Linked DNA regions of Sus scrofa: region 2 is linked to region 1. A link is a contact called in public HiChIP or PLAC-seq data. All regions are on one chromosome and are shown on one strand. The core of a region is the stretch at or near the end of the contact, and the rest is flanking DNA. Distances in the headings are between cores, read along the strand shown.

Region 1 (6,625 bases), core at 2,809-5,308:
GCTGGCTAAACACACAGGTTAGAAAATGGAAACGCTGCAATTCACCGTTGGGTTCTCTGGTAAACTACAAACCATGCAAATCGGCATCACTCCCAGAGCGAAACTGAACAAACAAAAGAGAAAATAACAGCACATGCCGGTTTATCAACTCCTCCAGGGAAGGTCACGTTGTGCTACTACGATGAATGGAAGTGATACAGGCAATTACCCGATCCTATCAGGAGAAGAACAAAACCGTTAAGCACCTCGTGTAACTGAATCGACTGGTTAGATGACTAAGTAATTATTATTGCTATATTTAGACAGACCCATGGGTGTAGTTAGGAATCCCTGAAGTTCCATTTAGACTGAAACGACTGAATACTTTTTCTTCCCTTTCCTGTGGTTAGTGCATTGAAAGCAAAGTAAAATATTCAACTGAAAATTCTCCTTAATCCACAGCCGTTACCCACGTGATTCAAAAGAAGCGACCACTTCGCCAATCTAGTCTCCAGTTTAAAATAAAGGCAATGGGAAGCTCATTCTGCTCCTGTCTCTTGGCTAAATAGAAGGTAAGTGGGGACTGGAGGCCCCAGGTCACATTCAAGTGACCTGGGAGGGGCGAATGCAAATCAATGCATTGTCTATCAGTGAGTCTCCTGGGACCCTCTGCTTACAAGTTTTAGGTGAACCACACAAATGTAGAGTAAAATAAAAATTTAGAAATGCACTTCGACCTTTAGCTCATGTTTCGGGGGAAGCAAAACCACCTACTTATAAGAAATCATCAGAGCCTTAAGACTGATTTAATTTTGCTGCTCATGGCCCTTTTTGAGTATTGAGTTGGTAGAATACATAAAATCTGTTTGCTAAAAAATTAACTCAAAAAAATTAGTAAGAAGATAAGCTACAAACTGGGAGAAAATATTTGCAAAAGATACATCTGATAAAGTCCTCTTATCAGAAATATAAAAATAACTCTTAAAAAGTCAACGGTAAAAAAAAAAAGATAGGTCAAAAAAAAAAGAAAGACCTAAACAGTCACCTCAGTGAAGAAGATATACAGGTGGCAAATAAGCTCCTGAAAAAAATGCTCCACATCGTACGTCATCAGGGAACTGGAAATGAAAACGACAAGGAGATAATGCTGCGTTAACCAATAGAAGGACCAACGTCCAAAATACAGACAAACCTCAAATGCTGCCAGAGATGTGGGCAAGGGGAACTGGAACCCATTGCCCATGGGATGTGGGATTATGGGATCACAGAGCAATTCTGTTTTAATTTTTAGGAATTACCGTATTGTTTATACAGTGGCTGCACCATGTAAACATTCCGGCCAGTAACGCAAGGATTCCAGCTTCGCCACATCCTCACTAACGTTTCTTGTCTGGTTGGTTTGTTTTCATGTAATAACTATCCTAGTGGGTTTGAGTTACTCAGTATCTTAAAGCAAATTCCCAACATCAGATCTTTCCCAACCATCCTTGTCTTCGAAAGAGATTTTTCTTTTTTTCAACGTGCAGAAAAATCCCATGTTATTTCCAGGTATTCAAAATGTGATTCATTTATACCATTAATACTTTGTAAAACCACCCAGTTAAACATGGCAGCATTTACCACAGCCATAAGATGACAACATCCTTTTAAAACTTGGACGCACGATCCATACATCCTGCTGAGTAGAGAAGCTGGAACCAATGAAATTAACAACAGATTTTTCTTCCCATGGCCGTTTAGGCAGTTGTGAGTCTCCTGACAATTTTGAAGAGGAGGAGAATAGGAATTTGGGGTGGTAAGTGAAACAGATCATGTCTCATTGTTTTTAGATTCATGTCAGTTTTGACAATGAGGGGAATGTCAAGACCCGAGGTTCTTTGGCCACAGGGAGATCCGGTGAATATTCCTGTCCTGACAGATTTTAGGGCTGACGTGATTTCTGTAAGCGTCTTCAATTCCAGAGCGCCATTGTACAAATGTGTCTTTTAATTCTACACCTACCTGTGAGTTTTCTTCCTGTTTTGTTAGACAATTGAGATAAAATTTCAATGTTTTTATCTAAAATTATTGTACATATATATGTATGTGTTTGTTTGTTTTGGAAGCTGGAGGAAGAAAAAGGAAAGCAGTCATGGAAGAGGTAACTTGCTTTCTTGTTTCCATCAGAGTCTTGAATTTCATGGAGATCTGTGAAAACAACTGTCCTGGAATCTTCCAAAGTTTCAAGGTCATGAAAGACAAGGAAAGTCTGAGAGCTATTTCAGACTGAAGGAGACTAGAGAGATCGGGCAATTTAATGCAGGATGTCATCTGAGTTGGCTCTTCTAGATTCCCGGGGGAAATTATGGGAACAGTTGGCAAAACTTGAATGGGCCTCTAGGTTAGATGATGATAACGTGTAATGTTAATTTCCTGATTTTGATGTATATTGGTTGTGAAGGAGAATGTTCTTGTTTATAAGAAATATGCACTAAAGCGTTTAAGCTGGATGAGACACTGTGGTTCAGGAGGAAAAAAAAGATTCTTTGAGTCCTGCAAATACCTTTTCATTTGAAATTATTTCTAGGAGTTCCCCTTGTGGCTCAACAGTAACAAACCCAGCTAGTACCCAAGAGGATGCGGGTTTTATTCCTGGCCTCATTCAATGGGTTAAGGATCTGGTGTGAGCTATGGTGTAGGTTGCTGTGAGCTGTGGTATAGGTCACAGATGTGGCTCAGATCTGGAATTGCTGGGGCCGTGGTTTAGGCTGGCAGCTGCAGCTCTGATTTGAGCCCTAGCCTGGGAACTTCCATATGCCACAAGTGTGGCCCTAAAAAGCAAAAAAAAAAAAAAGAAAGAAAGAAAAGGAATAAAATTATTTCTAAATTACAAATAATCTAGAGTTATTTCGTTGGACAGACAACAAAAAGATATGCAAAACCAGTGGAAATTATTGCTTATCAAAATTTTTAATTCAAAAAGAGAAGGTGGTTTATGTCATTCCCAGGCAACTAACCCAAAGTGATATTATGACATCTCTTTCTTTTGACTTTGCATTTTATGAAGTCCGGAGAGGCACTAGGTCAGAGCTGTATGATACAGGAAAGACATTTATGAGGTATTTGTTACTTGCTGAATGATGATTAAAAAGGATTGACCATTCTGTTAGAAGTTATTTAACAGAAGTCTTGATATAATATCTCTGTAATTCTTGTTCCTCAAGAACATTGGTGGGAAAGCTTTCATATGCAAAGCTTGGATGAACCTTGGGAGAGAGATACCAAAAAGAATGTGAATACATTTAGAGGGGTTGTGAACATCAGAGGAACGCTATAGCCTGTCGTAGATAATAGAAATAAGTATGATGCTTAAAATAGGTGATTCGGCTTATGGTTTAGCATGCAATGTTCCATAGCTTGGGGGAAGTATGATAAAATCTTTCATGAAAAATACACGCTTTCCTACGTACCACCGAATACTAATTCACAGCCAGTATGAGCCAGGAAAAATTGTTTGATAAAGACATTGCTTAGCCCATTAGCGGATGTGTTACTCAATTTTCTAAAGCTATTAGCGCTTTGAGAGAATAAATTCCTGGAGCCATTTCCAGCTTCCCCTCTCATGTTAGTGTATTTATGTCATATTTGGAATCCCTTTGAAGCCATTCAGATGTTTTAGTCGCTTATAAATTTGCTTTCCTGAACATGTGTTTTTGTGCCATTCATTATGATGTATGTGAGTTTTTTGAGAATAACTTCAGACGAGGCATTATTTACTGATTGTTTCTAATGGTCACTTGTACTCGTGAGTCTATACTTCTTTATGCACAGAACCTTTTGGCATTTTACTTACAAGGTTTTTTACAACGTGTATTTATTTGCAGCATGAAACCCTAGGAGATGAAAAAAAGGAAACCTGAAGAGCAGATGCTCTGAGTTATTTCTGAGGCCCATCTGGAAGGAAGGTCTTGGCGAAACATCCTCTGTACGTCTGCTTCGCTCTTTTCTCTTTGCAGCTGCTTCCTCTGCCTCACTCTTCCACATGGTAGAAGTCAAGGCTGCCAAAAGTTTCCAACGTGGTAAGGATCCAGCCTGTGGGAAGGAAATAGCACAGGTCTCTTACTCCCAGCTGCAAAGTCCTTGGAATGAGCTGTGACTAGCCTAGTCTAAGTAGCTGATTGCAGCCAAAATACAAGGCCAATGCAAGGACTGGGAGTCACCCATGTGACCACGTGGGCTGCAGATGGGTCAGCCCTCAGTCAGAGACTGGCGGAGGGGGCTTGGCAAATCATCCAGCAATTGCTCGTTAAAATTGTGATGAAAAACAATGTTAATAATTATCCAAACCCGTCTGATTAAGTAAAACATCTACTTAAGAGCGTAGTAAAATCTCTGTCTTAAAAGTGGATTTCTATGGGGACAGAACATCTCCGATTGGACACGTCGTCAAAGCCAAACTGAATTTCAGTGATTATTTGTATGTATCTATAATACCACCTCAAAAATCTGCAAGAGACCAAATGTTAGACTTGGTGACGCAGAAATTCATACCATGGAGCATCGTCAATTTTGTCTTTCCAATCCTCTCCATCCAGCAGAAAGCAACATCTCAAAGTCTGGATCGAACCTTTGTGTATATGCATATTTACATACAGTTACATGTCTATAGTTTTAAGTTTAGGTATATTTGGGGATAAGGAAGAAAGATGGCCATGCAGCGGGAGACTCGGAAAATAATAAATGTCGGATGTCGGAAGTGGTTTGGATCTGACAAGCAGAGCTAGAGATCTGAGTTCTCAGTTTTCAGGCACTCTCCTAACAGTCTCTGTAATTCATTTCAGAGCTCCGCTACCCCTCGTGAAATACGTCTGGCATTATTTCTAAAAGCGCTTTGTACGAGGACATCTTGCTCAATTATGAGGGATGATTTCGAAGGGCACACCAGGCTCTCAACTAGAAAACATATTTACACTGTTTATAGGAACAGCTCTCCTCCCCTGTGTTAGAAAGTGATTCTTCCCAGACCTTTGCAGAGAGAGAGCAGAGGGGTCGAATGCAACTGCACCTAAGCAGGTCTGGCATCGGCACTCATACCTCTGTGATAGTTCTGTGACGGCTGTTTCTACGCCGAAAAGGTACATGCATCTCCTTGGGCGTGCACCATCACAAATGGATACAGCTGCAGCATCAGCACCTGTTTCCTCTGTCCTCTGGGGCTCTGAAATCCTACTGAATCTGCTGCCAATTTCCTTTCTTTGTTTTATACTCAGCGAAGTGAGGAGGTAAGGGGAAAATAAGGTAACAAAAGGATTCAGAAAAAAAGAGCTTCTCTTTAAAATATTGCTGCCTATTTCTACTAAGATCAGTCCTCTATGTTTATTCTCAGGTACAGATCTTCCGCTTTTAACTTGAGCAACTATCTCAGTACATTAGATTTGTTAGGCTATTTTTTAACTTTAATACAGTATTAAGAAGCAATAGTGGATTCCTGGACGTGTCAAACTATTTTTAGGCTAAAAAAGCATTTAAATAAGAAATGCAAAAAAAAAAAAGTGTCAGAATATAGCACCTTTAGAGATTGAAATAGATTTATAGAACCTCTGGTTCATAAAATCACAGGATCATCCATCCTGATCCTTTGACCTTACGCCTTGCATTTTGAGCTGGGTATTCAAAGCAAGGACTGCCGTGGGCCAATTCCCCGTGGAAGGCATTTCTCTTACTGAAGTTCTGGCAAAGCTCTGGGCTTCCCGCGCACCAGCCCAGTGTCCTTCCCGTGTACAGCTCGTGTGATTTCTCTTCCAGGATAAAGGTATCTTTTCATATTAAGTCCAAAGTGAAGATAAAATAGTAGCTTGTTACCATATCCATATCCAAAGATAAAACTTTCTGAAGCTCAGAGGACTCTCGTTAACCTTTCATTTCTGTGATTATATTAGTGTGGGCTCTATATTCCATTTTCATATGGCCCTAATTTTATTTCAGATATATTCTAATAACCTCAGATGGGGATAATTTTATTTCTTTCTTTTTTTTTTTTTTTTTTTGCTTTGCTATTGTACATCATGATTAGCTAGGGGATTTTTATTTATTTTTATTTTTTTTAATTTTTCTTTTTTTGTCTTTTTGTTTTTTAGGACCACACCAGCAGTATAAGGAGGTCCCCAAGCTAGGGGTCGAATCAGAGATACAGCCGCCAGCCTGCACCAGAGCCACAGCAACGTGGGATTCGAGCCACATCTGTGACCTACACCACAGCTCATGGCAATACCAGAGCCTTAACCCACTGAGCTAGGCCAGGGATCGAACCCGTGTCTTCATGGATGCTAGTCAGGTTCGTTAACCACTGAGCCCCAAGGGGAACTCCAGATGGGGATAATTTTAAAACAAGGTTGTCAATAGTCAAATTAGTCAAGGCCATGAGTGCATTTCAAGACAATTCCAGATAGCTGAGTAGGTTCCAGATCAGCAGGAAAACGAAATAAAAAGAAGTATATGGAAAAAGACGGATTGGGGAGTGAGCTGGGACAAGCCCCAGAGGTCGCTGGCTGTGCACTGCGCTTTCTGTGGTCAGAGGCAGGAGGAGCTGGAGGATGGCCCAGCTGACCTCCGACCCGTGGGCGGTGAGAGCGCCTTGCAGCCTTTTAACCGGCTCAGGACCCAGCCC
Region 2 (6,134 bases), core at 1,837-4,336, 320 kb before region 1:
AAAGTTCAGTTTAATTCAATCTTAATTGTGAAGAGACAACAATGAACTGGAAAAGAAATCTGCTCCAATATTACAAATTGGAGTAAGAGGAAAAAAAGGGAACGGGGCAAAGAAAATTCAAGGGCCCAATGATGAGAGAGGGTCCTGCAATTTATCCATCAGAATTCCGGAAGAAAGGCCCCGAGGACTGAGTCTGTGAGGCTTTCCTGGGTTTCTTGAAAGACACCAAAGCTCGAGTTCAAAAGTCCAGGATCAGGCAGGATAAAGAAATCCACAGCTGAACCCTCCAGACGAAATTTCAAACAAAGAGGAGTTCCCGTGGTGGCTCACGGGTCACACATCTGACGAGTATCCATGAGGACACAGGTTCAATCCCTGGCCTCGCTCAGTGGGTTAAGGATCGGGCGTTGCCATGAGCTGTGGTGTAGGTCGCAGACGCAGCTGGAATCCCTTGCGTTGCTGTGGCTGTGGTGGAGGCTGGCAGCTGCAGCTCTGATTCAACCCCTAGCCCAGGAATTTCCATGTGCCACGGGCGTGGCTCTTCAAAGCAAAAAATAAAAATAAAATAAATAAGGAAATTTCAAACAAAGAGAAGTTCCTGAAACCTCTCACCAAGCAAAGCCAGGTTCCCTTCAGAGGAATGACAGTCAGACTAGTGTTATTAACCAGCCGCAAAGATGGAAAGCTGAAACAGATTAAAGTTATTTCATATTTGCAGAAAAAAATAACAACAATCAAGCCAGTTGTATCCTCAGTAAAATTATTTTTCAATGATGAGTGTAAAAGACAAAAGCAAAGCACTTGTCACAAACTGAACCTAAACGAAGGAAACTTTTGATTTCTAGCATTTTAAAAGTTTAACTTAAAATACTGGACCAAAAGGTTACAGACAGACATTGTTCCCAAACCTTGGTCTTGTACTAGAAGAGGGAAAAGACACTGACTACACTTCCATTTCCTTATGAAAACCATATAAGAACATCAAAATGACAGAAATAGGGCTTACACATTAAACGTGGTAATTTTGAAATGGTGTGAGAATAAAACCTCAACAGATTCGAAAGAATTCAAGAAAGAGGAAAAGTGAAGAAAGAAGTGTGGTTTGAGTGGGAAAAACACAACAGCACAAGATGAGAGGGAAGTGACGTCCTGGCAGAGCCTCTCCCCCGAAGATGTGGGGTCCGCCTCTCTGTCCTCACGGCCCTGGGGGCCTGGGCAGGGCCGACGCGGCTCTGTCCTCCTCTCCTCCGGCTCCCAGGTGCCCGTGGATCTATCAGGATTTGGGAGTCGGCAGGAAAAGGGGGCGGCAGGGGAGACCGTGGCCTCTTCCTGAGGCCTCGGCCCCGCTCCCTGGAGTCGCCCGTGCTCCTCGGCTCGCATCCTGTCCCCTGGGCTCCGTCTCCCTCAGCTCCGTGAGAGGATGAGAGGCACCACGAGTCAGGGAAGCAGTGGACAAGGATGCTGAGCGCACCAGTTAGCCCTCTCCAGGGCATCAAGCAACACCAGCGGGCCCGACTTCCTAATTCAAATGTACGTATTTCAGCTGGTGTAGACACTCTGAGTTCACCGCCATTTACAAGAGACACATCGAAATTATGAGAATTTAGAAAACTTGGGCACTAAAATCTTTGCAATGGATATATATACGTATATATAAACATTTATATATATACATATATATAAACGTTTATATATACACATGTATCTATATACTGCTAGATACATATATGTGTACATACATACATATGTGTGTATATGCGTGTATTCTGGTTTTTTGCATTTACTTTAAATGCACACACAAACGCACCCTCCAGACGGGATATTTAATAAAAGAAAGCTAGAGTAATACTATCTCACCGGACAGAAGAAGCTCAGAGGCAGAAAAGCATCCTAAAGATAGACAGTAATTGTTGTGTATCTGAAATGCTTCCCTTTCCCAAGGAAATTATAACTAAACTTAGGTATACATCCAACAACAAAGTCGTGAGAGAAAACACTGCCAAAGCTACAGGGAGAAATTGACAGGTTTTCACATTATATTAGGGGATTTTTAAAACAGGAGAGGTGGGCTCTGCTTTCTAGCTGTGCAGTATTTGGCTGTTACTTAAGCTGTCTACAATTCTTGATGGCAAAACGGTACAATAACACCATACAGGCTTCCTAATGCTGTACTAAATAAACAGCACGGATAATGTACTTAGCAAAGGATCCAGTCGGAAGGAAATGTGCCATAAAATTAAATACTATTCAGATGATGATGATGTTCGGATGAAGGTGGCAGCGAGATACAGCAACGTTAGAGAAGAAGAATTCTAATCGTGTTGTGTAATAACACACAGGAGACACAAACTCTGGAAGGAGGGTTTCTGGGGTTGGAATCTCGTTCTAAGCAGGCAATAATTGCCTTTTCATTTTAGGTTGCTGCTATGACCACACCAAAGTAAATAAATAAATAAAGGCAATGATGAAAAACAAACAAAAAGCTATTTGATGGCAGAGGTTATTGCTCTACTTGCCTTGGAGGCAGCAAAACCTATTGCAAAAAAACAAAATGTATGTGTCTGGAGAAGCATACGAATTCTCCAAATTCTTCACATTTTGTCTTTAAATGTTAAAGTACTTGCTGCTCTGAAATCCTACTTTTTTTTTTTTCCTTTTCCTGCCTGAAGACTGGGTTGCAGTGCAACTCCCCCCCTTGCTGCTAACTCAGGACCCTAAAGTTTTTAGGTCGATGTGGAAATGTATCAAAGATGGGAAAACCTGAAGCACGGCACCGTGTCGGCCAAGATAGAACTCACCCTCCCTGCCGGCACTGCCTCTGGGGTCACAAATGTGCTCGCTGATGTATCGTGGAAACATTCACTCTGGCCACTGGCTTCCAGACTGTCGTGTCAGCAGATTATCCCACACTGATTCCTTCGGTTCCAGCTGTGATCCTGCTGACTACCCCACTTGCTTTAAACATCTGGGCATGACAACTGGGCTCAAAATGAGCTCAGCCCATCCTTGGTTCAGCGACATGCACTCTCCTGCCTGAGGGACTCGTAGCATCACTGCCACTTAACGTCAGGTTGTTTCTAAGTACCTTTGAGAAACTTGAGTTCCACCGAAAACACTGCCTCACCCCTGAGGTTTGTCGGCGAATAGCCCTACTGCTATACAAACAGAAGGTGGTTAAACAAGCATTTTTTTTCTAAAAGGCATATTTGGTGACTCTAAAACAGAGCCATAAAAAATTGCACAATCTAAAAGAAGGAACAGTTTGTTTTGCCCTGTTTATTGCCAGTTAAATGCCAGAAGACTTTTAAAGTAACAGCAACCGGTATAAAGGAGGAAAAAAATCAAATAAAAATGTGATGACCCGAAGATAAACCTTTTGCTCTCTCCCCTTCCAGAGTTTTGCAAAACTTTCTACACCTTTTGCACTGGAAACTACATGTAATGTTTTACTCTGCAAATGCCAGCAAGGCCTCATATAAAATTATAGCTGGAGGAATAAGAGATGCTGTAAACCCAAGCAGGAAAACCGAACATTTCTGTGCGGAGTTCCATAACTGACGCTACATTCACTTCCATAAAGCAGAGTGTCTTCTGAGAGGAGGAGAGTGGGATCGAATGTGTGCCCTTTTCCCCTAGAACAAAGCCCTTCAAACAGTGGTGTTCTGGGTGGTTCTGGTTTGGAGCGTTGCCTCTTTCATCCTGCTTCTCGTTGGACCCTTTCCAGGGGGCGTCAGCCATGCCTGCATCTACTCATCTCGGGGTCCAAGAAGACCCTGATTTAATTGGTCTGGGTGCCTCCTAGATTTGTCCTTCTGGAAGCTTCCAGATCTCCCCAGAGGATTCCAAAGGGAAGCCAAGGCTGGGAACCACAGTTTAAAGCAAGGCCAGCTGCCACGGATGGGAAGGGAGGTGGAATCATCACAGCACAGCATAGCACATCGGCGGGAACATCTCGGGGGAGCATCTCCCAGACGCCGCCTGCAGCCTGCCCGAGGGTGCCCAGCCTTCGTCCTGTGGTCCTGCTCCGATCAGCTCCCAACCAGCCTGACCACCAGCCCCGGGTTCCACTCTCCCGACCAACCCGAGTCCGCCCGGAGTGAGCAGAGTCCTTGTGATTTGGGAAGAGGAGAAAGAAACATCCTGGTTTCCACCTTCATCCCCAACTGCAAGCCTGAGCGACCCCTGAGAGTCTGCGTTAGTCTCCAGATGCCAGCCGGGGGGTCTCTTTAGCTCGTGGAGTTTCCGATTTCTGTTTGTTTCTGTGCACTCATTGACCACTTTCCCCCTCCCCACGATTTTGCATTGCTTGTGTCCCGTGGGGCTGACCAGTGGAAAGGACAGACCGTGTGTGTGTGTGTGTGTGTGTGTGTGTGTGTCTGTGTTGCCGAGGGGCAGTTGAAAGGAGGGGAGAGGGGTTGGGAAGGGCTGCAGGGCTCCGGGGTGGCGAGCCGGAGGGGCTGGGCGCGTGCGCTGGCACAGGGTTGGAAGCTGATGCATATTTATGATTAACGCGGAGACTCATCTTAAACATGGTTCTTAGCATCCAGCGGAGCTGGGAAAATCAAACTGACTGGAGATGGAAAATATTCTTAGCTGAAACCTAGCGGAATACAAAATGTGTCCCTGATCCCGCTAGAAAACTGTCGTGTGCAAACTAGAAATGAACTTGGCACAGGAAGAACCGATGCCTTTGGTAGAGAAGCATCACCGATACGTAAGAAGAGGTGCTGTTGGCCGGCCAGCTCGGAGCGTATCACTTGTCAGTGATCCCTGACGCTAACCCAGATTAGGACAGCGATGGTAGGCCTTATAACAGCAATAACCACGATGGAATTTTCTAGGCTGTACCGAATCATCACGATTGCTCATTCACTCAACCCTCACGAATTCTGCCAACAAGTATTTGCTACCTGGCCTCTAGGTGTCATTTGCTGTGATAAGGGTTACGGATGTGACAATAAGAACAGATCCGGTTGTGTCCTCGGGGAGTTTAGGGACTGGTGGCGGACAGGCGTTCAACAAGTAAAAACCTGTGTTACTGGAAAGTGTGGTAAACTCTGCGAAGAAAGAGGACAGGAGCAATGAGCCCGTTTATTCCAACGTCCAACTTTGATCTGAGTGACCCGAGCACACTCTTGAAGGTGACATTTAAGCTGAGTCGAGAACGGTGGTGGGGCGGTTTTGGTTAGGGACAGAAGGAGGTCCTGCTATGCGGAGAGGATTCTGTGCCGTGTGCACGCCGGCACAGATATTCGATACAGCAGGCGTTCACACAGACGCCCTGCTGCCCTCACACGGGGGCCCAGCCCAGGAGCTGGAGGCCACTCCCCACCCCAAGCGCATCCTCCCCCCAACCAAGATGGGGCAAACCAGCTGGTCCAAGGACCAGGACTTCTAACTCCACAGTGAAGCCTGAGCATCCAGGCAGATGGCCAGTCCTGGGATCTGGAAGGGCTGGTGAAGTCATTCCAGAACATTCACCTGTGCTCGTGTAAGCCAGCTTGCCCCAAGGCCCGCTAAGTCTGGATGGCCCCCTACTCTTCTGGGGTGAGGGGGGAACATGATGGAGTTGGCGGGGGGAGGGTCGGGCAGGGGGGCATCCAGAGGACAGGTTCCTTCCTTGGGGCGCCCGTGGCTGGCAGCAGGCTCTGCTCTCACCTGAGAAAGTGATGCAGCTGCAGCTTCAGATGCTCTTGTGCTTCTGAACAGGAGTCTGGGGAGAGACAGGCGAGTCATGATTTCAAGGGAGATAAGTTGACTCTTTCTCTGCAAACAGCCCTTCCGCTCATGACGACAAATACCAGAAATGTCTCTCCCTGGTCATTGAGCCATTTTGCTGTAATTTCTTTCCAAAAGTATTCTGAAAACTGTGTGTCTATTCTTCAAAGGCTTTTGAACTGTGCTGTTTTCCCACAAAGCAAAGTTCCTATCATTCCAAGAACCCTGAAATCTGTTATTTAATACGAAGATTGCTATTCCTTTGACCCCGGGGAGGGCTGGATGTATCACAGTCTAACTGAACTCCCAGGAGTTCCCATCATGGCACAGCGGAAACACATCTGACTAGTTTCCATGAGGATGCGAGTTCGATCCCTGACCTCGCTCAGTGGGTTAAGGATCCGCTGTTGCCATGA

What was found. HiChIP or PLAC-seq counts read pairs in DNA pulled down with a chosen protein or histone mark.
Region 2: an H3K27ac HiChIP or PLAC-seq map of skeletal muscle shows a contact between it and region 1. The contact joins two enhancer-like sites. A contact is called at or near these places in 1 of 47 Hi-C or Micro-C datasets (embryonic fibroblasts) and 1 of 2 datasets of contacts at active chromatin or transcription factors (skeletal muscle).

What each region holds. Positions count from the first base shown.
Region 1 is chr10:65,959,059-65,965,683 of Sscrofa11.1, reverse strand. No RefSeq gene overlaps it. Among named protein-coding and RNA genes, the nearest start is that of AKR1E2, 270 kb to the right of the region's middle. Within about 2 kb of position 4,058, at least 6 of the 83 cell types and tissues checked have an H3K27ac peak or open chromatin away from gene starts, as enhancers often do. A contact at or near this core is called in skeletal muscle, where this site is marked.
Region 2 is chr10:66,281,558-66,287,691 of Sscrofa11.1, reverse strand. It overlaps LOC110255728 (a long non-coding RNA gene), which reads right to left. Exons shown (of 3, transcript XR_002336439.1): 2 at 5,659-5,713. Among named protein-coding and RNA genes, the nearest start is that of KLF6, 200 kb to the left of the region's middle. Within about 2 kb of position 3,086, at least 24 of the 83 cell types and tissues checked have an H3K27ac peak or open chromatin away from gene starts, as enhancers often do. A contact at or near this core is called in skeletal muscle, where this site is marked.